4 separate regions of the Mus musculus genome follow, and all the other regions are linked to region 2. A link is a contact called in public Hi-C and HiChIP or PLAC-seq data. All regions are on one chromosome and are shown on one strand. The core of a region is the stretch at or near the end of the contact, and the rest is flanking DNA. Distances in the headings are between cores, read along the strand shown. Region 1 holds the start of Fancf (Fanconi anemia, complementation group F). Region 2 has its middle 50 kb from the start of Gm33290. Region 3 overlaps Gas2 (growth arrest specific 2). Region 4 overlaps Gas2 (growth arrest specific 2).

Region 1 (6,641 bases), core at 2,398-4,897, 140 kb before region 2:
AAAGAAGGAAGGAAAGAGAAAGAAAGAAAAGAAAGTCAGACAAACAGACAAGTTATTAATTATAAAAGAAATAATTATAAACTGCAGAAGGTATTTTAAAGTCTTCACCATCCGGGCCCCTGTTCCGACACCTCCACCATGCCACACTGTTAACAGAATGCTTTGTTCACCTCTAGTTAATTACATTATGGGATGATTTCACATCACCTGTCATATACTTGCTGTAATGATGACTTCTGTCACAGACTGGCAGCTCATATGTCAATGTTAGGTATTTCAGAATACATTCATTAAAGTACTCATCACTAGCTAGATGAATGTGGAGGGAAAATGTTATGACTCATGAACTCACATGACTTATAAAAATGACTGAGAATTTGAGCAATTGACTCTGTTGAGGTCTTGTCAGAAAATAAGGGCAGACTCATGAGAGGTTTTGAACATAAACAAACAGAAGAACATGTATAAAATCTGGGCAAGGCAAAAGCAGTCAGTAAGTATGACCCCACATGCAGGAAGTCCAGAGGGCTGCTAGGGGGAACATCGTGCAGAACAGATGCAGAAAGAAGATGCCTCAGCCTTAGAAGACAGAGCCTGCCTTTGGTCCCCCTGCTTGTTTGCTAAGGCCTCATACTGATTACTTCAGCAGAAAATCAAAGGGCAAGGGCAAGGAGCTAACATGATGATGAGCTATCCTCTGCTCAGGACAGTGGGGAAAGAGAAGAAAACACATTAATGAAGGAGAGGGCAAGTGGATAATTTTCCCCCTTTCTATTTACAAAAGCCTAGGTCAGATAATAGGAAACACAATGCACTTTCCATTACCATGCAGTGTGGCTTCTGGCTTGTGTTTGAGCAATGTTTCCAGTCTTTTCACATCCAGGCAAAAGATACTCCAGTAAAGAACATTTGAGAGGCACATATAAAACGCTAGGTTTAAAGGGAAAAAACCGCTCTCACTGGTCCGATTACTACTGCAACATTTACTTTCCTGTTGCTGTAACAAGATACCATGACCAACACACCCTTGTCTATGGTTTCAGACGGATAGAATCCATCATAGCAAGGGCTACTTTAGCTACGTACATTTAAATTAAATAAATTTGAAAAACCCCACAAGATTGACAAAAGCAATTAGAAATATATAAGGTATTTATAAGCAGATTCAGATTAAGGACTGTTCAACGTTTCTTCCTGACAAAGAAACTCTCTCATAAGCATGCCTGGTGTTCAGCTTAGACTAATTACTGACTTTAGAGTAAGATTTTTTTTTCTGAATACTGTAGGCCTTAATGACTATAGTGAATTCCTCTGGCCACTTCTGAACTTATTTTATTTAGTAGAGGATGTTATATAGAGAGGCTTACAGCTGGATTCCTAGACTAGTTAGTAAATTAAGACAGGGTTTCATTAACTGGTTCAGTTAACATTTTCTGGCCCTGAGGGTGGAGCTGACTGCTATCCCAAAGTACAAGTTAACTTTTTGATGCTATGATAAAACATCATGACCAAGGCAACTTATAGCAGGTTTTATTTATGCTTACGGTTGAGGGTTCTAGGAGAGCAAGAGTCCATCACAGCAGGGGCTGGGCAAGGCAGCAGAGGAAGGAAGCTAAGAGTTGGCATGCTCACCTGCAAACATGAAACAGAAAAGGATGAAACTGGAAGTAGTTGATGTTCTAAGCTCTCGAAGCCTAACCTAAGGCCACACCTTCTCAAACAGTGTTACCAACTAGGGTATTCAAACACCAAAGCCAATGGAGGACATCTTACTGAAAACACCACAGAGTACATATTGAAAGTCAGCAACAAAAACCTACCCCAGTATGTCACATATATGGCTTCCATCTTCTCTAGAGTCCTGAGGGAAGCTCTTGGTGAAAGTATCTTATGTTAGTTGTTTATGTTGCTCATTCCTGTGTTTGAATGAAATGCTATTTTAATAAAAGTTTGCTAACACTGGGCTTCCATTTTCTGTTCTTATTTACTACATATTGGGGATTTGCAGAGTGTGACCAGCAGGTGGAAGGTTGATCCTGGCATTCTCAGCATACAGTATTCACATATTACACTGACATTTTAACTTGTGTGATTCCTCTCACGTGATTTTCCACTATCCTCTGATGGTGCAAGTATTTGTGCAGCCTAAATCAAAGATCAGTCCATATAGCCTTTCAGTGCTCTCCTATCCATTTCCAATTGGTCTTTAAAATCACCATACCTGGCACTTTAAAATTACACAAAATCTGATTTGAATTACACTTACATGGGTTGGGAATCCTCCCAATGTCTGCCTCAAGTGCATAGGTTTCTTGAAATTAAAGTGTTTATCATCTTTCAGCCTCTACATAGATTGTTCCAAATTAAATGGAAAACTGGTTCGAAATCCAAAGTGCATTCTTCTGATGGGAAACTGTCGGAGGGATGCATAGCTACTTAATAAAAGATGGCTACTGTGAAACAAATAATTACTCACTGTGGTACTGAGATTTAACATAATATTGGTTTTGAAAAGGTGAGCACTGGTGAAGTTTCTCTGAACTGTCCCAGCCACTTGGAAATGAAGCTGTTTTGGACTTCTTTCTCACCCTGGATTAGATCTGGTTTTCACTCTGGTGGCTTAAGACTTATTAACGGTTCCCATGGCCTTGAAGCATTTCCAGGTGTATTCTTTGGGCATTCAGTTGAAAGGAAGGTTTAATGGGGCTTTCCCTAACATCTAAGATCTAGTGACTCTTATTTTTGTCTACCGCATTATGAAGTTGAAGTCTCTCTAAGGAACATTAGTGTTTCCTGTGGGACAGGGAAGCTTTAACTACATTTATCTCAACTGCGCCAGTCCTGTCCTTCACTGGCTATCACATCACGTGACTTAGTATTTAGTAAGTGGATGAACCAGTGACCTCTGTAATTCCTAATAGCTACCACCTGAAACTTTAAAACCCATCACACAGACTAAAATAAAATCACAAGGCCAAACACTATAGTCTGGGCTAATGGCTAAAAACTAAACAAAACTGGCTTAACTATATGTTCTGATAAGAATGCCCAGAACTATTCAGAGTCTAGCATAAATGTGTAGATTAATTTTGAGCTTAAACTTTCATTTATTGCATGGCTAGTAAGCCTCAGGATAGTGCTGCCAGTCACTAGGTTAGTCGAGGCAGGACTGCAAACTGAAAGGCTGCTTGCACAATTCAGTGATAGGTTTCCTCAGAATCAGTAAACAATATAAATAAGGAAAAAGGAAAAAAGCCCGGGAACTCACAGCACAGCGTGTGAGGGTCCTGGTTCCACAAGTACCAGGGAAACGGGCCATTTAAGAGCTTTGAGTTCGCAAGCAGATCACATCCGCACTGCTAATAATGATGAACATGGGTCCCCTTTCGGGGAAGCGCCTAAATGTCTACCACTGGCATTTTTAAAACAAAAGAGCACATAAAATCCTAGCGCTCAAACTCGCACTCACGCGTCCTCTCCCAGACCCAGAGTAAAAGCTTGGGACTTTGCCCTAGTTCATTTTCAGCGCCAATGTGCCCCGGAAACCATGGTGCGAGACTGACACGGCCGTCGTCCAATGGCACAGCACGCTGAGGCGGGCGCTCACGCTCATGTCCAATCGGCTCGCGCCTCGGGATGTCAGGGCGGAAGCGGCCGCCATGGAGCCGCTTGTGCAGCAAACCGAGCGATTCTCCGAGCTGTTGGCCGTGTCGTGTGGGTCGCTGGTGAGCACGTGGGACGCCGAAAAGGTGCGCAGGGCGCTGCAGTGGGCGCGTTATCTGCTCCACGTGTACCGACGCTTCGCGGGCCGCGGCCGCGTGCGGGAGGCGCTCGAGAGGCGGCTCCCCGCGCGGGGAGGGCCGCTCGGGCTGCGCAGCTTCGCGGCGCTGGAGTCCGGGGACGCGCGGCTCGCCCTCCGCCTGCTGCGGAACCGCGCGCTCGCGCCCGCCGCCGCCCGCGCGCTGCCGAGCTTGCTGTTCCCGGGCCCCGCCGCGGACCACCGAGACGACGTGCCGCAGTCGCGCCTGGTCCTCCTGGCGCGCCGCGGAAGCGCGCTGCGCCTGCTGTGCCGCCTCGGCGGGGACGCGCCCAGGAGCGCGCTGCTGCGCACGCACGCGGAGCTGCTGGACGCGCGCCTGCACGAGCTGGGCGGGGCCGACTCCGCGGCCGCGCGCAAACTCCTGGACACGTTGTGGACGCGCGGGCCGCGGGAGCACGTGCTCGACGTGACTGCCGAAGCGCTGCTGCTACGCGAGGAAGACCCGGAGCCAGCCCAGGCCACGGACCCTGCGGGTGCGGATGAGACACAGAAACTACTGCGCTGGCTTCTCGAAAGTCCCGAGGTATTGGCCGCTTTTTGCCGCCATCTGCCAGCCAAGCGCCTGGCCTCCGTGGCGGGCTGCCACCACGCACTGTCTCGCGCCTACCTGGACCTGCTCACAACGTGGGCCACGCGGCTGCACTATGATCTGCAAAAGGGTGCCTGGGTCCCTACACAGATGGAGGACATGCCCTGGGAAGAGCTGTGCCTAAGGCTGCAGAGCTTGTGCCATGCCCAGCCATTTCTGCAGGAAGAGGTGCTGGTGACCCTAAGGTCCCGCAAAGCCTTGGATGGAGATTTCGAGGTTCCTGGGATGAGCATCTGGACAGACCTCCTGGTGGTGCTTGAGTGTGGGATCGTGCTAGAGTAGATTCTCAGTTCCCAGGCTGGGCATCTGGACAGACCCTGTCCCATAGAGGGAATAACAAGCATACTTCTCACCAAAGCCTCTATGCACAGCATCCTGCTACTTCTTGACTATGCAGTTTACAAATTGTCAGTGTTCTCCCCAATTCCCTATATACATGCTCCCAAAACCTAATTATTCAGGGGCCAATTTTAAATGGTTCATAATATAAATATATATAATATGCACAATATCTATAAATTTATATATTATATAATATGTATTATATAGAGATTGTTTTTGTTCTGGTAATGGACCCAGGACCCTGCCTATGTTAGTGTTCACCACTGAGCTACATCATTAATCGTGAAAGAATTCTTAAAGCCATCGAATTTTCAGCTTGTTTCGTATAAAGCTAATTTGTAAGAATACTAAAACTAGATTCACCCTAAAAAGAAAAGGCAGCTTTACGTTTTCCAAGAAGGGTACTTTTGTATGATTTACTTGGTTCCTAACACTCTTCAGTAGTACAAAGTTTTATTCAACCAGCAACATGTGGTAGCATCATGTTAACTTCAAAGCTGACTGGGCTAGAGTTAGAGCCCTAAACTTGCTTTCTTTTACCTGTTTACCAACCTATGTGTGCATTAAAATTGCATTGCTCAGAAAATTTTGTTCTTTGTACAAGTCACTACTCTGAAATTCAAAATAACAGCAAATAGTTTAAAGCATTTCTTGAGTACCCACTTAAGTGTTTAGAGCACAGTAAGTGTAAACATACCCCTTTGGGTTATATGATGAAGGGATCTAGTAAGTTAAGAGAATCGAGACCACTTCTGCCATTTATCAAGTTAATAGCCCTAACCTGGGGTCATCAGGTGTTTAAATGTCTGATTCTGGTTTTCCTCATGTTTGCTGGATGGAGACTATTTTGAGTATTCTCTGACTAAGAACCCAACTTTATTCTAGGGAGGCAGAGGCAGGCACATCTCTGAGTTCAAGACCAACCTAGTCTACAAAGCAAGTTCCAGGACAGCCAGGGCTACACAAAGAGAAAAGCTGTCTCAAAAAAACAAAACAACTTTGTCTGCTCAAGTGTTTTAAACTTAATAATAAATGCTTTTGTTAATAATTTGCTAAGTAAATTTCCAGGGTTCAACACACTTTCTCCATGGTAAATGCCCATAACTCACAAAATTAATTTCTAATTTTAGAAATAGAGCAAAAGGACATATAGTGCAAAATTTTGATTCTGATTTAGGACACAAGTCTAAACAACGAATACAGTTATCTGAAGAGAGCAGTATCATTTCTTTTGCTCCTGTGATCAAATCCCTTTTTCTAGCCCTGATCTGTGTGAACCGTCTTTCACATCTGCTGTATTCTGACTTGGATTCTTTGTGCAGTTATACACGAGCGACAGCTGGGTCTTGCTGTCTTGCTTCTGTTTTGTTGTTTTAGGGTCTCACTCTAACCCAGGTTGATCTGGAACTCCCTGTCTGCCCAGGCCAGCCTCAGACTCGTAGGGGATCCTCCTTCCTCGGGTTCCTAAATGGTGAGATTTTAGGTATGAGCTGGCACGTACAGCTAACTTCTGTGGTTCAGCTTCGGTGGTTTGAAGTTTTAATCCCGATGCCTTTCACAGCTCATTTTCTGCTGTTTTACTTTTGTTTGCTTGAAGCCAAACCAACGTTTCGTATAGTAAAGGACATCTTTTCCTTAAACTTTTATCACTTCCATTTCAGTGAGTTTGTGAGTTCTGTGGTTGTGTTTCTGTTCATTTACTTAGTAGATTTTGTTTATCTTGTTTTGTTTTTAGGATTCTTTGGGGAAATATCTCATGGTGAGAAACATCTTAATGAGTATCTGCAAAAGTCCATCTGGTTCGTGTGTGAAGGTGGTTTTGCTTTGTGCATGATTTTCCGTTATCATTCAGGAGTGTCAGTTCACTTGTCTCCTTTTCCTTGTTGAGAA
Region 2 (6,819 bases), core at 594-3,093:
CAATACTGTGAGGGCCGCACAAAATGATTTTAATTTTTTATGCCTTATCCCAGACTGGCATTTCTAAGACCAGAGATGATGAAGAAAGATATGAAAGAGATGAACCCCATCATGCTAAGTTGAAGGGTTTGACTTCTGAACACAGTAGGTCTATGTTTTTTATCACTAATGTCTAGCCTACACATTGTTTAAGGGTGTGCCCCATTGAATGACACCCAGGCACCGACAGGAGTTCCTTTCAAACTACAGTCTGCAGAACTTGAAATACATTCTGGTCATTTTAATGATTGGCAGATATACCCAGTAAATCCAGTGAGAGATCCTGGACCTTTTGAAATCCTTGTGCCAAATCTCTGTGACAATTTACATCTTTACATTTGTCACTTAGCCATCAAAGTAAGACAGTTACTAAATCATTCTAAATGCTGCAGGGGGGAGATCTGAAGTAGTGGCACAAATAATGGGAAGAAGCCTGTTCAGGCAGGCATGGTGGCATATGCCTTTAGTCCCAGCACTCAGGAGGCAAGAAGCAGACAGCTGTGTGAGCTCGAGGTTAGCCTGGTCCACACAGTCTAGGACAGTCAGGACTACACAGAGAAACCTTGTCTTGAAAAACAAAACAAAACTAACAACAACAACAACAAAAGCATGTTCACGTGTGCATTCACATGTATCATAGTCAAGGAACTGAAGAATAAAGAATGAGCCCACACTTCCTGAACATTAGCCTAAGAAAGTTCAGAAAGATGCCAGTCTCCCATTGGTTCCAGCACTCAGAGAAATAGCATTGATCAATGCTGGGCTTAAGTACTGAGTGGCTTCTTTGAGACAATAAGCTCTCTGGCTTCTGGCACACAGCAGATGATCAATATCTGATCATTGAGTGACTAATTTTTCTCCAACCCACACATATGTCAGGCAATTCACCACAGGTATGGTTTCTCTAATCTGGATATACTAACAGCTAAACAAATCCTGCTGTCTGTGGCAGATGAGCTTAACTTCGTAAATCATAGAGGTTTGGGTACTTCTGCTGGGAAGATTATGTTTTATCCACAGACAGGCTTAAATCTAGATCACAGCTATCACCTGAAAAATATTTATTTAGCTTATAGCCTTACTACAAATTGTGAAATATCAGCACTTTGAAAACTGTATACATTATCATTGGGATATTGTAAAGGAGAGATTTAAAGATCTTAGATTCAAAGTTATTATGTTTTTTTTTATATATATAAAAAGAACATTTAAACCTTTCCTAAGGCCTGTGGTCTGAATGTGTGTTCCCATTCCCCGTTAATATGGTAACCACAGTCAACAGTGTGGCTTTAGGAGACCAATCAAATCACTGTGGCATAACCCTACTGTACCTTCAAAAGAGATGCTGAGAAAGCTACCTGGCCCAGCCCCGTTTGGGCAGTAAGGGCCCAGAAGCAGCTCACAGACACTGAACTGACCTGTATCTGTTCTTTGATTTGGACCACTGTGAGAAATAAAAGCCTATGCATAAGGCACTCTGTGCATAATATTTTGTTAAAGAATCCTGAATGACATCTGCAAACTCTTTTTACCATTGATATTAAGCCTTTAATTTCCAAGTTTTAAGCCAGCTAACATCAAGACAATCTATGTGCTTGCATATTTTTGGTGGCTTGATTTAATGCAATTCTTTGTTGTCTGAAAATACTACATGGAAAATTCCAGGCCCAAACAACAGTGTAAAGCCATGCATCTTTCTGAGTGGCACTTTAAGCCCTCATGCTGTCCTCCCACCCTGCCCAGGATGTGAATCATATCCTGCACAGGGTCTCCACACTGACGACAGCACACACTCATTGCTCTCTACCTTCTCCATCATGGCCAACCGCTGTGAGTAACAGGACTGGTGTTAACAGGAAACATTAGCTTACACTATGTCACAACGCTAACAGCTTACGCCCACACTTCTTATCTCAACTTGAAACCAAGTATCACATCGCATTACCACAAAAAAGAGTGGGAAGTACTGAGAAAGAGGGGGAGAGAGTAGGTATGTAACTATAATTAGAGTATTTTATTGCATTAATTATTCTTAATAGCTTACTTCTTAATAATTACTTAATAATGCTTAATTGACACATTTTTACCATAAGCACATAGCATAGAAAGCACTCATTGCTGTCTACGTTATCTAAGATTTCAGGCATTAGTGAAGTACACAACCTGATCTGTATTTGATAAGAAATGCCACCATTTTACCAGGACCAATTCTCAACACCTTAAGATTTTGTGACGCGTTCTTAAATATAGCTATTATTAAAGATTAAGTTCTAAAACTTACAATTACACACATTATATTTAAAAGGAAAATAACAACACTTAAAACCCATCCCTTCTTGCCTTCCTACATATTGATGTTGTCCATGCTTTTGAGTTCATTGAATCTCTCCTATTTGTTTGGTAGGACAGCAGAAGCAGTTGCTGCTACTAGACTCCCACCAGCTTTGATTGTCAGCTATGATGGAAGTATTTACACCAGAGACATTATGAATGAGCCTTTTAAAACCCACTGATGGGCTGGAAGTTAAGAAACTGTTGGAAAATAGAACATCCACCACTACATGCTGAGAGTTCTAGAGCATTTCCTGGTGTTTTACAATTTCTGCAGTGTGGGTGAGAGAGAGGTTGGGGGAAGGAGAGGGGAGTGGGGAGGCAAGGGAGAGGGGAGACTGTGTCCTCCTGTTTTTGAGGCCTTGAGGAATTAATTCTTGACCTCTTTACTCCCATAAGTCAGTGCTAAATCTCTTGGTCCCAGTGTGTGTTTTTAGCTCTTAGATTCTACAGCTATGACAATGATATATGATCTTTGCTCCCAGTTTTGAAGGCAATAAAACTAAGCTGGTTGTATTTATGTGTTTAGGAATATATATGTACGTACGTATATGCATGTAACAACAAGTAATGAAAAAGGAGGCCATGAATTTGAAAGAGTAAGCAGAGTTATTTGGGATGGTTGGGGGGAAAGTGACAAGAAAGGGTAACAGTTTATCATTATATTATAACCTCATAAAAATAAGAGAAATAGTTTTAAAAAATATATGTCTTAATTTTTATGTCACTAACAATCCACATCACAGTATTAATGATCTTTTCTAAGCACCTCCTTTCAAGATTTAACATTCAATGACATCATTGTAATTACAGAAGCTGGTGTTTTCAATCATCCAAAGGCCAAGCCAGTTTCTGTTCTAGACGGAACATCTAGGCTTGCAGCAGACACACAAACACAAACTAACAAAAGGCACGGAGGGTCACCCATCCATCAGGTAGAAACCCAAGTTCCCAAAGCAGAGACGAGACAGAATTTAATCAAGCAAACCATTACCAGGCATGCTTTGCACCACCGTGCAGCCCAGAGTGAAGACAGCGATGAGTGATTTATGTCCCACAGAGACCTGAGGGATTAGGTTAGTGTGAAGGACTATTCAGATTGGGTTGTCAGGGTTGATTTTATTTGTTTGTTTGGTTGGTTGGTTTGTTGCTGTTATTGTTGTTGACAGTGGTGGTGGTGGTGAGTTTTGATTGTTGTGACAGGGATCACTTATGTAGCCCAGGCTGACCTCAAACTCAGGACAATCTCCCTACCTCGGCATTCAGAGTACTGGGATGACAAGCCAGAGCCACCAAACAAAGCTGCCTCTGTTTCGGCTTGTCCAACAACTGGGACAAAATGCAAATGGAATATAACAGAGAAGCCTTCACTGCCTCAACCTGCAGCCTTCCTGTGCACCTTGTCTGCTTCTCCTGCCCTCAAGCAACCCTGAGGCCCTAGGGAGCCAGAATAGGCTCCCTTCTGACTGGCTCCCCAGGGCACTGCAAACTGAGTGGAGCCTACAGGGCCACAGATGGAGATTGAGCCACCCTTCTTTGTTCTGAACTTGTTCCCAAGGCCAAGGCTAGGTCACATTCACATCCCCCCCCCCCCCCCTGCATCTCTGCAGAAGGTTGCCTCAGCCTGACTCCTTGTGTATGGCTCTCATCACCATGGTAACCTCCATCTTCAGGTGGCCTTTATTGAACACCTGAGGGCACTGCCCTCAGCTTGTTACTGTAAGCAGTGGGGTTTTTGTTGTTGCTGTTTGTTTTTTGTTTTTTTGTTTTTGTTTTTGAGCTGCAGGCTGCTTCCATAGATTAAAAATAGACAAAACAAAAGAAAACAGTCTCACGAGATCTCTGCTACATTCCTGGGGTCAAATGTCAAGGCTTCCTATTCTCTTCCTCCAACTGTGTGCCATAGAACAAACTGGAAGGAAGAAAAGCCTGGCTGCCACCCTTGTTTATAGATGACACCTGGATGCTGAGAGATCTCCTTTTCCCAGCTGTAAACCACAAACACAGCTGGCAGGCAGTATCTTGTTCATAAATGTCACTGGAAGGGAAACTGGTATGATTTTCCAGGAGGTAAGATTTTAAAGAAATGATAGTAGGGTTGACCAAAACACACTTGTGAATATTTTCACAGCACCATTATGCATGTTTTTGTTTTTGTTTGTTTGTTTATTTTTTCATCAAGTCAAAAACAAAAAGAGTAGACTAGCTAGAAATATCAGTTCAGGGAACCCAGGCACAGTGACTCAGCCTGTAATCTCCATCCACAAGAAACTGAGGCAGAAGGATTATGACCAATTTTAAGCCGGCAGGGTTAGTTCACAGTGTTAGAACCACAGGGTTAGACCCACAGTGAGGTTCAGGCTGGCTTGGTCACAGGGTTAGGCCTTGCCTCAACCAACAATAAAGAAACCAGTGCAGTGATATTTTTGTAAATATTTATTTATTCTTTGGTAATTTCATATGCATACACAGTGGTCATATCCACCCTAAGTACACCCCCTTCTCATTGAGGTCACCCTCCAACTCTCAGCACAGTATACCTTCCACTTTCATGTCTTCATCCTTTGTCCCTTTTTCTTCTCCCTCCGTATGTATGTATGTATGTATGTATGTATGTACCTGTGTATGTATGTATGTATGTATGTATCTTTATCATCACCACCAAAATTCTATCTATCTATCTATCTATCTATCTATCTATCTATCTATCTATCTCTAGTTCTAGCTCTAGTGTTGCGAAAATTTCTGGTTTCTTAAAAAACTCAGTTGTGTCATGTGATGTTTTTCTGGAAGTTTTCTTCTGAGAGGGAATGTGATGTTTTGTTGAAAATAGACACTGGAGAAGGCATGTGATATTTAGAAAGAATATATATACATACATATATATGTATATATATGTATATATATATATATATATATATATATGTATATATATATAGTATGCCACAAACAATGAGAGAATGCTCTTGCATTGTTTTGCCATGCGAAGCTTTACCTCTTCGTTGGTCTTTGTTGATCTTTGCTGACTTTGCTGCTCTTTACATTCTAGAAAGAAATGCCAAAGAACCTTGTATTATTCCAGCTGAGTCTGACTGTGTCTGCTGTTCATGCTGATTCAGCAGAGCCTTGCTGTTTCTGCTGGATTGTGCCACCTCTGATGATTTGTGTTTGGTGTTTGCTATTGAACTGGACTGCTGGTATCCTGACAACAAAAAGTAGGATTGCCCCAAGTAACTACTTCTAAACAGGCCCACAACACCCTTTCCTATTAATCTTCTTTTCCCCTACCTCTGGTCCATGGCTTTAAAAGGAGGTTGAAGTGTTTAAGAACCCTAAATAAGGTGGGTTTTGAAAAGTCTAAACCTACATTCCAGCCCTAACTCTAGCTCTCTTTGTAGCACATTGAGTCCAATTAGTGTCTCCTGGTGGAATGCTATCTTTTCTTATTGGCTTTGTCTCATGCTGGTAACCATAGCTGTAGTGACTTCATAGGCACAATGGTCGAGTCATGTCCAGAAGACAACATTTTAGCATAACTCTTCCCATCTGTCAACTATTACATTCTTTCCACCCCATCTTTTGAATGTTCCCTGAGCCTCATGTTTCTGGGGTAGAGGAGTAATGTCAGTGCCTCATTTAGTGTTGAGATCTCAACACTCATTAATTCTCCGTGCCTGGACCAGTCATGAGCCTTCGCACTGACTGCTGCCCACTGCAGAAGCTTCTCTGACCAAGACGGAAAGCAACACTAATCTATAGATATGCATATAGTAAATATTTAGATAGTCTGATAACATGTCCATTTAGCAAAACAACAGTAGTAGGTTCCCTGTAGAGCCAGTGACTTCCCCAGCTGGGGATTTTCAGCCAGGTTTACTGTACAGGGCATGAATTTTCCTTCAGTGGATTGGGTCTCAAATCAAATCAAGAATTGATTGGTTACTGGCATAACTTTCATTCCACTGCTGCACCAGTGGGCACACTTGCCTGGAAGGTTAGCACTGCATGATTCAGACCTCCCCATGGGTAATACTCACTGGCCTGCATAGCACCTTTCAGCAATATTAAGACTAGACAGAAGGCAGGAAGCTTTTGGGTCAGTCCCAGCTTGCTTGCTCTGCATCTTGCAGCTAAAGGATGTTGCGTGTTCCGCAGCACATTATAGTAAGCTACCAAGACAAAAGCCTGTGTTGTTTTGGAGACCTTTCATAGTTTCTATTGTACTAAAACATGTTTTGTTTCTATTGTGTCACTTGGTTTAAAGTGGTTCATAAATAATTACATAAAATGGAATATGTAACTATAGCAATATAACCCCCATCCATTTACAGACAGACTTCAGTGAAATATATTTTCCCAAAGGAAAATGGAAATGTTCAGTAGGAGGAACTATGCTTAACTTGAGTTACTTATAATTACTATTTCTCTCCTTCCAATGCAAAGTACATG
Region 3 (6,391 bases), core at 3,588-6,087, 250 kb before region 2:
CCCCTCTAGTTTCTGAGGGCACTCCACTCACACACACACAAACACATGCACACATATATACATAAAATTAAAAATAAATAACATCTATAAAAATAATGTTCAAAGGAAAATGGTTTGAACATTAGTAACTCTTATTCTTTTCATTTCTATCACCCATCATAGATTCAAAGCCCTAACCCCAGTGTTGAGATAATGTTTGCTGACCTGCCACATGGTCACTCCTGGTACCTAGCCACTATGGTATGTTCTCTGGTTCCCTGGTAAAGACCAGCCTGCTCCTGGCATCATTTTTTTTTCCTCCACATGCAGAACAAAGCCTACTTTCTACTTTTAAAAATCTCCTATGAAGTTAGATATGGTCACAGGATTTAGTTACAGTAGATTAGATGTAATCAGAAAGTGAAGTGACATTTTTAGAACCTCCCTTCAGGGTCCACATCTATTCCTCAGCTTCCATCTTTCTTCCTAAACACAGAGACATTTGGTCTAAACATGCTCTTGAGTCCCACCACCTCTGCAGAGTGCTGAGAGAGAGAGAAACTAAGTCCCTGCATCCTCTGAGGAACAGTGTCAAATATAAACTCCATGAGCAAAAAGTACAGTTTTCCTTCTCTAAGTCCCTACCACTTTATTTATAGCTGTCAACCTTGACCCTAGTCAGTGGCATGCCTGCTGAACTTTCAAAAGTCTCTATTTCATCAAGGACATCTGTTTGTTTTTGCACAACACATTTAATATATGATTATGAGTCAGTGTGGTACAAAAGCTAGGGATGAGGGGAGGAGCCTTGCCCTACAACAGAGCATTCACTAGTGAATGGAATACATTGAGGGGATGCATTGTAATAAAAGATAAATGGAGCCTTGAGGTCTGTAATGCTGAAGAACAAGACCACAGACGATTAATTGCAGCGTCACAAATGTCTTCAACGAGAAGAGTGATGTATCTGCTACAGGTAACCCTGAGACAGTGCGTGCTCCAACAAAGCCCACCCAAGAGAAACTGAGGCTTGTTGGAGGAGTGCCAAGTTGAAATAATGATAGCTACAATAGAAGCAATGCTGCTGAGACTGGTGTCAGTGAGTTGGCAGACAAAGGAGACCCCCTGCAGGAAGAGGAGCTGGCACCCCCAAGGCCCTTCACCTGGACACAGCACAGTGTGCTGGGTGGACTCACAGCCCACTCGGCTAGGGCTGAGCCAGGGTGTGCAGGTCGAATTCTCAGTCTTCTCTGCCTCCCCATCACCTCCTCAATCAAGGGGGTGGACACGAAGGAAAATGTGCATCAGGGTGTGGGACCGAAAGCATTCTGGAGCTAATTTTTCAGAATCTTCTTGTGGGTGAGGAGAAAGAATTTGTACCCACACCATAGAATAAAACTGTTCTCTAAATCTAGGGTGGTTTGCTCTTTATAGCGCCAAAGGGAAAAAAAATACTCAAGTGAAAAGCAGATAACCCTTAATGGGACCATTGTCTCCCCTAGTTTATATAATGAACAGACCGGTCGGAAACATGCAAGTCATCTTGCCCAACAGAGCAGGCTTTGTCCCTGCCTCTAACATCACTTGGTTACAAAAATAAGCATATTTACCCTCTTCAATAGAAGCTGCCTGCTCAGAATTTCTTCTCGTTGTTTTCCTAAGGACTATGCATGCATTTAACAGAACAAACAGGCCAAGCAGCAATACTTTCACTGAGCTCCTTGGTCCAGGGAAGAAACTAAAAACGGCCCATGAATGGGTGTAAATGCTCAAGAGGCCACTAGAGGGCAGCATCACTCCTAAAGCTAAGATTTCTAACCGCTATGCATGCCTCAGTTGGTGGCATTTTCCAGACATGCTCAAACACAAGCTACAAATATTCTAGCTTCAGCCCTCAGATAAGCCAATTTCAATCTTCATTTTTCTTCTTACATCTGAGCTGCTCCTTGTCTTCTGTTCTCAAAGCAAGCCCGTCCTCAGCAAGCCCCTACCCAGCAGACCAACAGTCCTCCTCAGGCTCACCCACTGAGGAAAGGAGGTCTTACTAGGAGCCCATTTCTAACTGTTCCTAATACTCCCTTTGACCTGATCAGAACCTTAGATTACCTTCTGTGTTTGCTCCCTCGGATGCATTTCTGTTAGAAGAGAACCCCTCAAAGGCTGGGGCCCTGTCTTGTCGCAGCTCAGTTCTTAAGAACCAGATTAATTTGTAGATTGCTGTTGAATGGGTAGATGATCAGACCTCTGGAAAAAACTGTCACAGTTCTCAACAGAGATGAGCCACAGGCAGACTGAAGAGCTTGATCAGGGTCGTGCATCAAACAATAGAATAAACATGTGGTGCAGAAATCTGCTTTACACAATGCACATGCATTTATGTGTGTGTGGGGGGGGGGGGTGCACCATACGCACACCATGGCAAACTTGGGAGTTAGAGGAGAACACTTAAGAGTCGGGTCCTCCTCTATCATCTAAGTGTTAGGGACTGAACTTAGGTCATCAGCCTTGGTGACAAGCACCTTTGCCTGTTCAGTCATCTTGCCAGCCCCTGAGCAGGTTATTTTCTATAAACTTAATCATTCTTTCCAACTCTGATGTAATCCACACGTCAGAATGCTACTTCTTTGGCTTGACATCAAGATTCTCCACATTGATCCCCAATCTTTTTTTCTTGTTGTAATTTGTTTTCTCCAAACAAACGTTTAATTCTGACCCTACTGTGTGTTATAACTTTGGTGGGATATTAACTTGATGGTGTTGTTTGGTGTTTCTCAGCATAGTCAGGTTAAGGTCCCTGGGAGTCAATACCAACGGCCTTCTAAGAGGGACAGAGACAAAGTGACATGCATGTGAACTTCCTGATGTCAGGTGACACTCTGTACTACCAAAGGTGACCCCTCCCTGTTGCGCCTCCAGAATTATGAGCGAAAGCAAATGAGGCTGTTGTCATTAGAACCAACCTCCTCGGTGACAGTGCATCATCCACAGACAACGGACCGAGCCCTAGCACCTTCTCTGAATTCTCTCTAGAGTATCACCAAACTGGCCCACCATCATTCAAACTTCTGCTCTGCTCCCCCAGCCTTTGGTGTTGCTTGAGTTTGTCCTAGTTCTAGGACACACATGCTTCGACACCCTCTAAAAGTTCTCTCCCGAAAACCCAAGATACCTATAGGATTTTGAACCTTTTTTGTGGAAGGGGTTCTGATGAATGGTCTATCCTTTGGTCTTAGTCATCTAAATACATTAGTATCCATAATGTGTCAAGTCTATTGTAAGTACTCCACAAATTTTGTCAAGAGAGGTGATGAGTGTAGTTCAACTCAGCCAGGCACCTTTACTTTCTGTCTTATTTTCTCTCTGTTCATCTTGGGTTTCCTCCAGATGGATCTAAGTGATCTAAAGTCAAGGAACTTATTCAGCTCCTTACACAATGGAGATCTCTATTGCCTGCATACTTTAACCACATGATGCAAACACTGGACATTGTTGTTAAATGCAAACCCTGATCTTTCCTTGTGGCTCAGCACGTAACAACAACTGCACCCACAACAGATCTAACCCTACATATATCATCAGGGACATTTATGAATTTTAGGAGTACATCCTTCCTTTTCATTAGCTAATGTGTTATACATGCCCAAGCTAGGCTGGACTGATGCACTGTAAAATGTAGCCACTACTCTGACCTCTTCTAGAATCTATAATGATATAATAATCATGATGTATCAACTATAGGAGAACAACAAATGAGGCAACCAGGAAGAAAACCAGATCAATTTCTGTCCACGGGTCCAGCATGATGTCAGAGTAGAGAGAAGAGACATTGCGGTGAAGGTCACATGTTCTCAGTGCTGAGTGAAAGCCCCTCATTTGGTAAGCACTGTGTAATACAAGGTAAACCTGGATAGTGATGACAGGCTGAAGAGAGGGAGATTTTCAACATCCTCTTTACTTACAGAACAACATTTCCAGGTGTCATAGTTCCTACTGTCTCCTAGTTCTGTAGTCTCTAACTTTCCTACCTTTACCTACATTTTAAAGGAAAAGTAGATGGGCAATGGTGACAAAAGTTCTTTCCTCATGTAGCGAAATCGCTGACCTCCAACCAGTGATCCCCAGTCCTCTAAGCCGCCTATCAGAGAGACTCAAAGACCTCCAGATCACCCAATTAGAGCATTTCATATACCTCCAAACCACCCAGTCAGAGCACCCTCAGACCACCAAACCACTCAATCAGAGTGGCACAAAGACACCCAAACTACCCAATCAGAGATAAAGACATCCAAACCATCCAATTAGAGAAGCCAACACACCTCCAAATTACCCAATCAGAGTGGATATGGTTGATTCCGCTATTCCTCGGTCTTTTTTCTTTCTAGCATTTAAGATGGCATTGCAGTGATCTATGTCAGCACATAGAAAACTATGTATAGCCACAGGACCAATCTAGTCCACCATGCTGTACATAAAGTATTATTATAACACAGTCATGTTAACTGATTACCTATTATAGTTAAAGCAAGAGAATGGAGTAGTTGTGACAGAAACTATGTGCTTTAAGTTGTAAATCATTATATCTAAACTCTTACACTTGGCCATCCATCTGGGTGTTGTGTCTTTCTCCCACTCTTGGGACACAAAGACACACCTTGTTCACTACCCTGTTCATGACACCTATGCCAGCCACTTGGTAGGTGGAGAATATCCACAGGTTATGAAGAACTTGCAGACTTCATAAGAGAAAAATGTATTAACTTGTATGCAAAGCTCTCAACTCAGCCACACATCTGGAACCACTGCTTCTGGGCATGTGTGTAATGAACTCATGCTGAGAAATTTGTAAATGTCTGGAGAATACTCCAGAGAGGATTTTTGGCACAAGGTACAGTTTTAATATAAATGCCACAGGCTCACTGTGGGGCTTAGAGGGGGCAGAGCAGCACATTTTTTATAGCCCTATTATGCTAAGCAAAAAGCATGCTAAATCACCAGGCAAACTGGGACTGTGGGATATGGGCAGCATCTGGAGAATTAGAACTTGGAGTAAGAAATGTCTGAAAACTTGTTGATAAGGAACACCACTCTGTGCTTCTTGTTAACTTATTTGACCTTATTTGATACTACCCAGAGATTAAAAAAAAAAGTAACTACCGTTAAAAGGCATAAAGATATCGTTCTCTGGAATTTTTTTTTTAGTTTCTGTGAGTAGTCAGCAAATCTATTTTGTATAAAATTCTCACCAAAGCAACTCCTTATTTACAAGTAGAAATCACAATGTACTGGAACCAGCCAGTTACAGCAACTGAGCAGATGGATGCAGGAGTGGCCAATGCCAGGATGCTATATTTCAGCTATTGTTGAAGGCGCAAAGATGGCCTCAGTGGTTCACGTTAGATAACTTCCCTGGCCTCCATGTTCCCACATTAAAGAATTCCCATATTTAAGGGGAAGGCTGAACTTATGGGGCTCTGATGCCTATTATATTTTGTGTATGTATACATGGGCAGGGGCATGAAAAGATAAGAGGACAAGCAGTTGGTTCCTTTGTTGCACTTGGTCTGGGAGGTTGAACTCAGGTTGTCAGCTGAAACTCAGGTCATTATTCTTGGCAGCAAGCATGTATACCTGCTGAGCCATCTTGCTGGCCCCTATAAATGGAACTTTGATCACTAGAAGGACTTTGGTAAGTGGCCACAGTTTAAATGCACACATTCCCCAGCCCAATATGGTTGGCTAACATTTCTCCTACCTTCACACTTATGGTTTCTTCTCTGCAATGTAACCAGACTGATGGACAATGTCATCTATTCATGATTTTTTTTATTCTATAAGCTTCTCTAAAATCTCCGTATGATTTCAAGAGAAAGTCAATGTTCTTATGGCAGAGCAAGCCCTTTGTGACCCCCATCCCCATCCCATGTGCGTCTACCTGGCTCTTATAACCCTTCCACACGGCTTCTCACCACCCTTCCTCCTCTGTGCTCTGTGCTCATGACTGCCCTTCAACAGTCTTGATAGTGTCTGATTGTATCTTTATTTTCCTTATTCCATCTTCTCTGATCCTGATGGTGTTTCTCTACATGACCTCTCCAACTCTTATGGGAATGTTTTTTTCTGTCCTCTGATAGCCATCTGCTTTTTTCTTGAGCATCTTTCTAGGCTTTATCTTTTTTCTAATGGCCTTTCTTGATTCATGATAAAAGCTCTTCTGGGACACCCACCAAAAATCTAACCTCAAGAAATGCATCACATAAAAGATTAATGAAGATACAGCTCAAGTTTAACTTTGGGATGTGATGCTGATGTCTCCCCCAAGGAAACATTGGTTCCTAAAGTCAATGTGCCAAATACCATCATAAGCACTGCCCCAGGTACTGCAAATGTGGGTCTCTAAGATAAATATTAAGAT
Region 4 (6,791 bases), core at 3,981-6,480, 190 kb before region 2:
AATACCTAATAAAATATTTTAAAAAAAAAGAAAGTCTAGCACACTCTAGTGTGATGTCTCACAGCCAGAAGCATATGGACAGCACAAATCAGAATCCACGAGTTATTCAAATAAAAGAAGTAGAGGTCACAATGTTGGAGGTGGGAGTGGAACTGGAAGGAGAAAAGGGGAGGAATTGGGATGAACATCATAAAAATTAAAATCATGGTTTAAGGAAATGTCCAAAGAATTAATAAAACACTAGAAGTTAGACTTAAATAACACATGGATCTTTTTAGCTACTTTGAATGATCTTTGTTACGGTACAAGATAAAGGAAATGAAGATCAAATCTAGACTCAAACTTTAAGCTTAAAAGAAAAATAGGCAATAAAGGGATGTTGATACATTAGAAACCGCTGTCTGTGGAAACGCTACCCAGGAGCTACAAAAGCTCATTCCTAACTACTCATGAGGAGGCAACCAGGATGGCTTCAGGGGTTGAGGTAAGAAACTATGGGTAGACAACTAGAGATTAATCAGTGATTAGCAGAAATAAGCTCTCAAGCCGTGGAGAAGCATGAAGAGAAATTTAAGGCCTTTCACTAAGTCAGAGATGCCAATCAGAAGTGCTAAAGGGACACATGCTCTGTGACCAACTCCATAGCAATCTGTAATAGGCAAAGCTAGGAAGACAATGAAAAACATGATCTGACCATCTGGGAGACTGGAGGGATGGCTCAGTGGTTAACACTTGCTGAAGAACCATGAAGACACCAGGCACTCACAACTGTCTAACTCCAGTTACCTGAACATGCATATGTCCATATGTTCACATGCACACTTACATAGATACATGCATGTAGACAAAAGGAATTTATTTTTTAAAACATCTGGAACAGTAGGCACGCAGGGATCTTAGGATTTTAAGGTCAGTGAGACAACTTTGTATGATGTCATATTGATGGACATATGTTATTATTTACTGTCAAAATTTAGGAGTAGAGTGTATAGCCAGAAGAGTGCACTCTATGGCAATCTTTATGCTGCTGAAAATCTGTTAATGAAAATTCCTTGGTGGCAAGAGATGTGCCACCCTGATGAGCTTACCATAGAATTTTACTTTAAACTACAAACATCTCTAATATTTGGAATAACAGACAAACTATTAAAAACAAAAATGAGAAAACAGGGCCCTGATATCTGTGGAGGAGGAGAGTGAAGCTAGAGGACATGGCTGAAAGAACACAAAGTACAAGAAACAGAGTTGGTAGGCTGGCATGGTTAATAATAGGCTATACATTTGAAAATCACGGAGAAAAGGGATCTGCCACATTATTATTGAAGTAAGGAATATGATGCTAATGTTAGTTATATTAATTTAAAAATTCAGTGTATACACAGATCCATGTTGTATATAAATCACAAATATGTATAAATTTTGCTAGTGATACCTCAGTAAAGCTTAAAAAAATGGCATCTATAATGTGTTTTATGTTCCTAAGTGGTTGAAAAAACAACAGACATTTTCCAAAAAAGACAAACATAGTTGTTTTTTGTTTTTTTGTTTTGTTTTGTTTTTTGGGTTTTTTTTTTTTTTTTGGTTTCGTTTGGTTTTTCTTTCTTTGCACTTAGCAGACTACACACACACACACACACACACACACACACTCACTCACTTGCACACACAGCAATAATAATCAAAGAAAAACAATTTTATATAGTTTAGCAATTAATACATTCTTTCAGTTTTTGTTCATTTGAATTTTTGAAACAAGGTCTTGCTATTCTGTAGCTCTGGCTATGCTAGAACTCACTATGTAGACCAGGCTAGTCTTGAGCTCACAGAGATCTGCAAGCTCTGTCTCCCAAGTGTTGGAACTAAAGGCATGCAACACCACCCCCTGATCTTTCAACTTTTTATACATCGTGTCTTACGTGTCATATACCCTCCTCATCCAAGTGCTATATGTAAAACCTTCTGTACTACTCGCTGCTTAAGTATGCATCAGGAGATCAGCTTCTGAAAGAACTAGAGGATTACCTCTGAACTTTAAAAATCTAGTTCATTGAGGAAGTTATTTTAAAAACTCAGAAGACGTTTAATCTAATTTTGCTCCACCTACCTTTCCCACGTCACACTCTGTGACAGCTATCACTCTGAGGAAATGAGAGAAGAGCAAACATGACCAAGCTTCCTTTCTAGGCTATTACTGAGGTGTTAGGGGTCAGAGTGTATCCCAAGAATTACAGCAGAAGTGCAAGCCACCGGTTAAAATGAGGTTTCTGAGGATTTTACAGTTCTGTGCCTAGCTGAGAAGAGGATGATAGAGCATCAGTAGGGGACACCTTACTGAGAATCAGCCACTTCCAGAGCTGAGCAGCCTCAAAGCTGACCACGAGGTCAACACATTACAGAAAGGGAAATTTCTGACAGACTGGAGCAAGCTGCCTACCGGGACTGAGGCTGAGACATGATGCAACTAGAAATGCTGCCCAGGAACCAAAAGGTCTTTACATCCAGCAGTATTTATGAAACTCTATTCTCAGTCAAGGTCACAAGCTCCTGAGCACCCTGCAGAGGCCAAGGAGGATGCATAAAAGAAGGGAGTGGTTAGCTCCGAGGGGCCATATACCTCACTATGAGGGGCCATATACCTCACTATGAGGGGCCATATACCTCACTATATTTCCAGAGAACTAAAGCCCCAGTTAGGTTCTACGTTTAAAGGGCTCCAGTGTTGCTGAAGATTTTGTCTTATTTCTAAGCAGTGAGGGCTCCACTGGAGAATTCTGATCAAAGAAGTGATTGGCTGACTTCAGTTTTAAATGACCTGATGGTTAGATTGCCATTTAATAGAATAATCAGTTAAGAAAACGTCAGTTTTATCAAGGTACAAGGTATTAAGTGTGAAGAGAGTAAACTCTGACCTCCAGTCTTCAGACAGTATCAAAATGGCAACCATGAGAATGTGAAACAACATGCAAGTTGTTTCCCATTTGCAATTTACTATTAATAAAGTTACTCAAACATACATATGCACATACACACACACACACACACACACTTATATATGTGTGCTAACACATGCACACCCATGCTCATGTGTGTACACACTCATACATATGCACAGCCCATACACACATTCTTCAAACATATATGCATATGCATAAGTGCAAACACACATACACATGTACACACACTTATGCATGCATGTTCTCACATACTAATGCACCTGTGCATACTCACAAATATGCAATGATACATGCATGTGCACACACATATGCATAAGTATAAACAAATACATAAAGAATATCCTTTCCCAGAAAGGAAATTTAAGGATATTTAAGGCTCTTTTCAGATTTTCTTAGATTTCACAATATTTTCATAAATGTGAAGTTTTAATATACTGAGAGGAACTGAGTTACAACAAGGTGCTCAACTATGTTTCTTATACATCTCATACACATAGTCTTGTGTAGCTGTTATTTTACTCTTTATCTTCAAGGTTCCTGCTTGACTATGACAGGTCACATGAGGTCAAATGTTAGATCTCTTTTCCTATGACATCATAAGAGGGTAGAATGTTCCAGTTTCATATTGTGGAAGTACACCTCTATGTTCACACACACATATACTTTATATATGCACACACACATATATACATAGATATATATTCACAAGTATATAAATATATACCTATATACATACATATATACATACATGTGTAAATACAAACATACATGTCCTGTATACATATATATGCATATGAAAACTTACATTTACATACACATTGCCATACATGCACATAGACACTTAATAGACATATATACATATATATATGTATTTGCATATGCACTTATGATATAGCTAGAATGTAAAAATGTATCTTTTCTCTTTTAGATCTCTAACTCTTCTCATTTATTCTGTAAATCCCTGTTTGACGTTTACATTCTTGACAGCCCTTCCCACCAACTGAAATCCTGAAAATACTCCCATCATGCGTTAGGAGGACCCTGATTATGAGATGAGCAAAACTGCTTTTAGTTTAGTAAGCACAAATCAAAGTTTATCATTCTTCCATTACTAGGGTAAAAAGAAAAAAGGGGTCTTTCTATTAAATGAAAACATAGGGTTTGTTTGCATTATAAAACGTGGCAGAAACTTGAAAATACTACTCGCTACTCAGCTTTAAAACTTTAGACTTTATTTCAATGAACGTCAACTTAAGGTTTTAAAAGGCAAGCTTTGTTGTTTCTGCTGAGGCTCATATTTGCTATTAATGTTGTGAAGATAGTTTCTGCTCCTAGAATCTATTTCAATAAAAGTTTGTTTGGCTTGTATTGTCTGTGAAATTTCGTGAATTTAAAAGCAGCACCCTGGGAGAATCTCAATGCTTCGCCCACTGTCCACAGCAGTGCACCAGGAAGCTCTGAGGACTTCTCATGTGGATGGAGGACTTGAGCATCCCTCACAAGTCGGGCACAGAGCACACCGGGTGGCTTCCTGAGGTTAGCCTCAGACAGAGGGTTCTCTTCCTCCACACCTGGAGGATTTTATTCTTTATTCTCAGTCCTGACTGTGCCAGATTTCTTGATTTTCTCAATTTGCCTTCAGTGTAACACTCTACTATTTACTTTTAATATGGAACAGTGATTTCAATACATCTAACAGACAAGTAGACTGTGCTGTGTGAAATTAGACATGACCATTGAAATAATGCTAGCCCAACATGGATCCCAGACAGCTTCTTGCATGATATAGAATGCATCTCCAAACTACTGCCTGAGACAAAGGCAGCATTCACATAACTGCCCCAGAGAACTCAGGAAAGAGCTGGAAGGTCTGCACACTGTAAATTACCTCATCTGAAAAGACCACGCCGGCTCTGTGATGTAACAGAACCTTTTCCCTGGACCACACACACACAGAGCATGAGCACTCACATGTTAGCTTACCTAGAAATCTTCAGATACTTATAAATGAAGAAATACCTCTTTTCCTTAATTTTCAGACTTATGAAATGCTGTTGTTATAAAAATCTCAGTGTTTCTCTTTTTACAAAATAGCTTGCAATGTCTCTATTGATTTGTTCAAAATGCCTTGAATTTCTCCATTTAGAAAAAGCACATTTTCAAACAATTAATTTCTCATTTTCCATATGGGGAGAGTTATTTTCCTTGACACTGTAGTCTACATTCTCCTGCCATAAAAGCAATGACTAAAATTAGTGCTCTCAGATATCATGGAAACACTCAATTCTCTTGCCAATGAGCCTGAATGTGGTTAAGGCAGGAAGTGGGCCTGATGGGGAGAGATGATGTCATTGTGGAAAAATTCAGTAGATTTATTTCCTGCTAAGGAGCAAACTCTGCTAATGCTGGGAAGTCACACAGATGAAGGGTGTACCTGTGTGTGCTCACATGTCTGCGCCTTTGTGTCTGTGTATGTGTGTGTCTACGGGGAGGGGGTGCTTGTATGTCTGTCTGCTTTCACTTGTGTACATGTGTGCTAGTGTGTATGTCTGCGTGCATGCATTTGTGAGCCTCTATGTGTTTAACTTGTTTCCAACTCAGAAGGTACTGGAATTGTTAACTGTGTTCTGATGTGTTAATTGGTTTCATTTTCTGTCCCACCTGTTTCTAATGGAAGCTGTTTACACTGTCAAGCAACAGCTTACAAATTGGACTTGTGACAAGACTGGTGTCACCTCCTGTGAGGTGGATCTTTCCCAGTATTCACATAAGTCTGCCTCTGATGGAATTCAGGCAGGTTTCTAGGTCAGGTGTTGCAGTTGCCAGGCCATCTCTTCCTTCTCTCCCCTTTTCTGGGAGGCAGGTTCTCATGAACATAAAGTAGAGCTTCAGATTCTCTTGCCACTGCCCAGCTCACAGACCTCATTAGAAGTATTCTCCACAATAAAGAGGACCTGGGGTGAGGGTGGGGGCATAATGTCTTTCTCTTATTTTGCTAGGTCGTTCTCATGGGCAGGCTGCCATCTAACCGTGTGCAGCAAAGAACTAAGAAAATGAAGTGAGGGAGGCAGGCGAGTAAAGCTCTACCCAGTGGACACTACTCTAGTTTAACTCCCTAAGTTCATTCACACAGTGAAATGTCCCCTTCCTCATCGTCACAGCTCTGCCTGCATGGAACTAACTTTCGTATGGCTTGTCTCAGGAACACTGCATTGTTACCATGTATGCTAAGTGTCCTGAGAGTTGGCTGTGAGGGTTTTCACAACACCTCTACTCCTAATCATCAGCCATATGCATCGAGTTCTCCTCCCCAAGGATGTGACCCTAACATGTACTCATGAGCCAGTTTTCCATCACATTTTCTGTTATGATACAGTCTAATATAGCATGCACATATGCATCACAGCTACAGAATATTTACAGCTCACAGAATACTGAATTGCTAAAGGGTTATAAAATGAGGATCTGGCTATGCCATATTTTTATCCCCTTGTCAGCTACCATTAGCCAATAGTCACACATTCTCAGAGTTGACAACGGTCATCACGCAATGACGTGAGCACTGGAAATCTCAGTCTCTCTTCTGCACTTTCACACAAACTACGTTTCCCTTGGTTGTTAAATGATACTTAGGTAGATGGCTAATTAGGGATCCCGAGAAGAAACAACCTTCTCATTTTCTGGTTTCAGTCATTTTATAGTAAAATCAGGATCACTTATGGAGAAGATATATATACATACATTATCTCATCTCTATGGTTCTTTCAGCAACTGAAAGGAAGATTCCTAATTGCTGTAATAAGGGCTCACTTCAGGTCAGAAGTGTCTCCTGAGGAC

The links. A called contact is a pair of places that touch in the nucleus more often than the background predicts. HiChIP or PLAC-seq counts read pairs in DNA pulled down with a chosen protein or histone mark.
Region 1: a Hi-C map of Th1 cells shows a contact between it and region 2, with 3 times the contacts expected there. The contact joins the promoter of Fancf here to the enhancer-like site in region 2. A contact is called at or near these places in 2 of 39 promoter capture datasets (the HPC-7 cell line and cranial neural crest), 4 of 484 Hi-C or Micro-C datasets (CD8 T cells, Th1 cells, Th2 cells and 1 more), 2 of 115 datasets of contacts at active chromatin or transcription factors (CD8 T cells and effector CD8 T cells) and 1 of 9 other capture datasets (adipose tissue).
Region 3: an H3K27ac HiChIP or PLAC-seq map of the NIH/3T3 cell line shows a contact between it and region 2, with 4 times the contacts expected there. The contact joins two enhancer-like sites. A contact is called at or near these places in 3 of 15 datasets of contacts at CTCF or cohesin (the NIH/3T3 cell line and pro-B cells), 7 of 484 Hi-C or Micro-C datasets (the C2C12 cell line, Th1 cells, Th2 cells and 3 more) and 4 of 115 datasets of contacts at active chromatin or transcription factors (CD8 T cells, the NIH/3T3 cell line, acute myeloid leukemia and 1 more).
Region 4: a contact with region 2 is called in a BATF HiChIP or PLAC-seq map of CD8 T cells, with 5 read pairs. The contact joins two enhancer-like sites. A contact is called at or near these places in 2 of 484 Hi-C or Micro-C datasets (Th1 cells and macrophages) and 1 of 115 datasets of contacts at active chromatin or transcription factors (CD8 T cells).

What each region holds. Positions count from the first base shown.
Region 1 is chr7:51,859,273-51,865,913 of GRCm38.p6, reverse strand. Fancf (Fanconi anemia, complementation group F) reads left to right here and starts at 3,647. Exons shown (of 1, transcript NM_001115087.1): 1 at 3,647-5,337. The coding sequence starts at 3,660. The coding sequence ends at 4,691. It also overlaps a transcript of Gas2 not described here.
Region 2 is chr7:51,719,210-51,726,028 of GRCm38.p6, reverse strand. No RefSeq gene overlaps it. Among named protein-coding and RNA genes, the nearest start is that of Gm33290, 50 kb to the left of the region's middle. Within about 2 kb of position 1,843, at least 64 of the 459 cell types and tissues checked have an H3K27ac peak or open chromatin away from gene starts, as enhancers often do. A contact at or near this core is called in CD8 T cells, the HPC-7 cell line, the NIH/3T3 cell line and 3 more, where this site is marked.
Region 3 is chr7:51,968,062-51,974,452 of GRCm38.p6, reverse strand. The region is part of intron 7 of Gas2 (growth arrest specific 2); the gene reads right to left. Among named protein-coding and RNA genes, the nearest start is that of Svip, 35 kb to the left of the region's middle. Within about 2 kb of position 4,837, at least 15 of the 459 cell types and tissues checked have an H3K27ac peak or open chromatin away from gene starts, as enhancers often do. A contact at or near this core is called in the NIH/3T3 cell line, where this site is marked.
Region 4 is chr7:51,912,395-51,919,185 of GRCm38.p6, reverse strand. All of the region lies in intron 3 of Gas2 (growth arrest specific 2), which reads right to left. Among named protein-coding and RNA genes, the nearest start is that of Gas2, 37 kb to the right of the region's middle. Within about 2 kb of position 5,230, at least 130 of the 459 cell types and tissues checked have an H3K27ac peak or open chromatin away from gene starts, as enhancers often do. A contact at or near this core is called in CD8 T cells and Th1 cells, where this site is marked.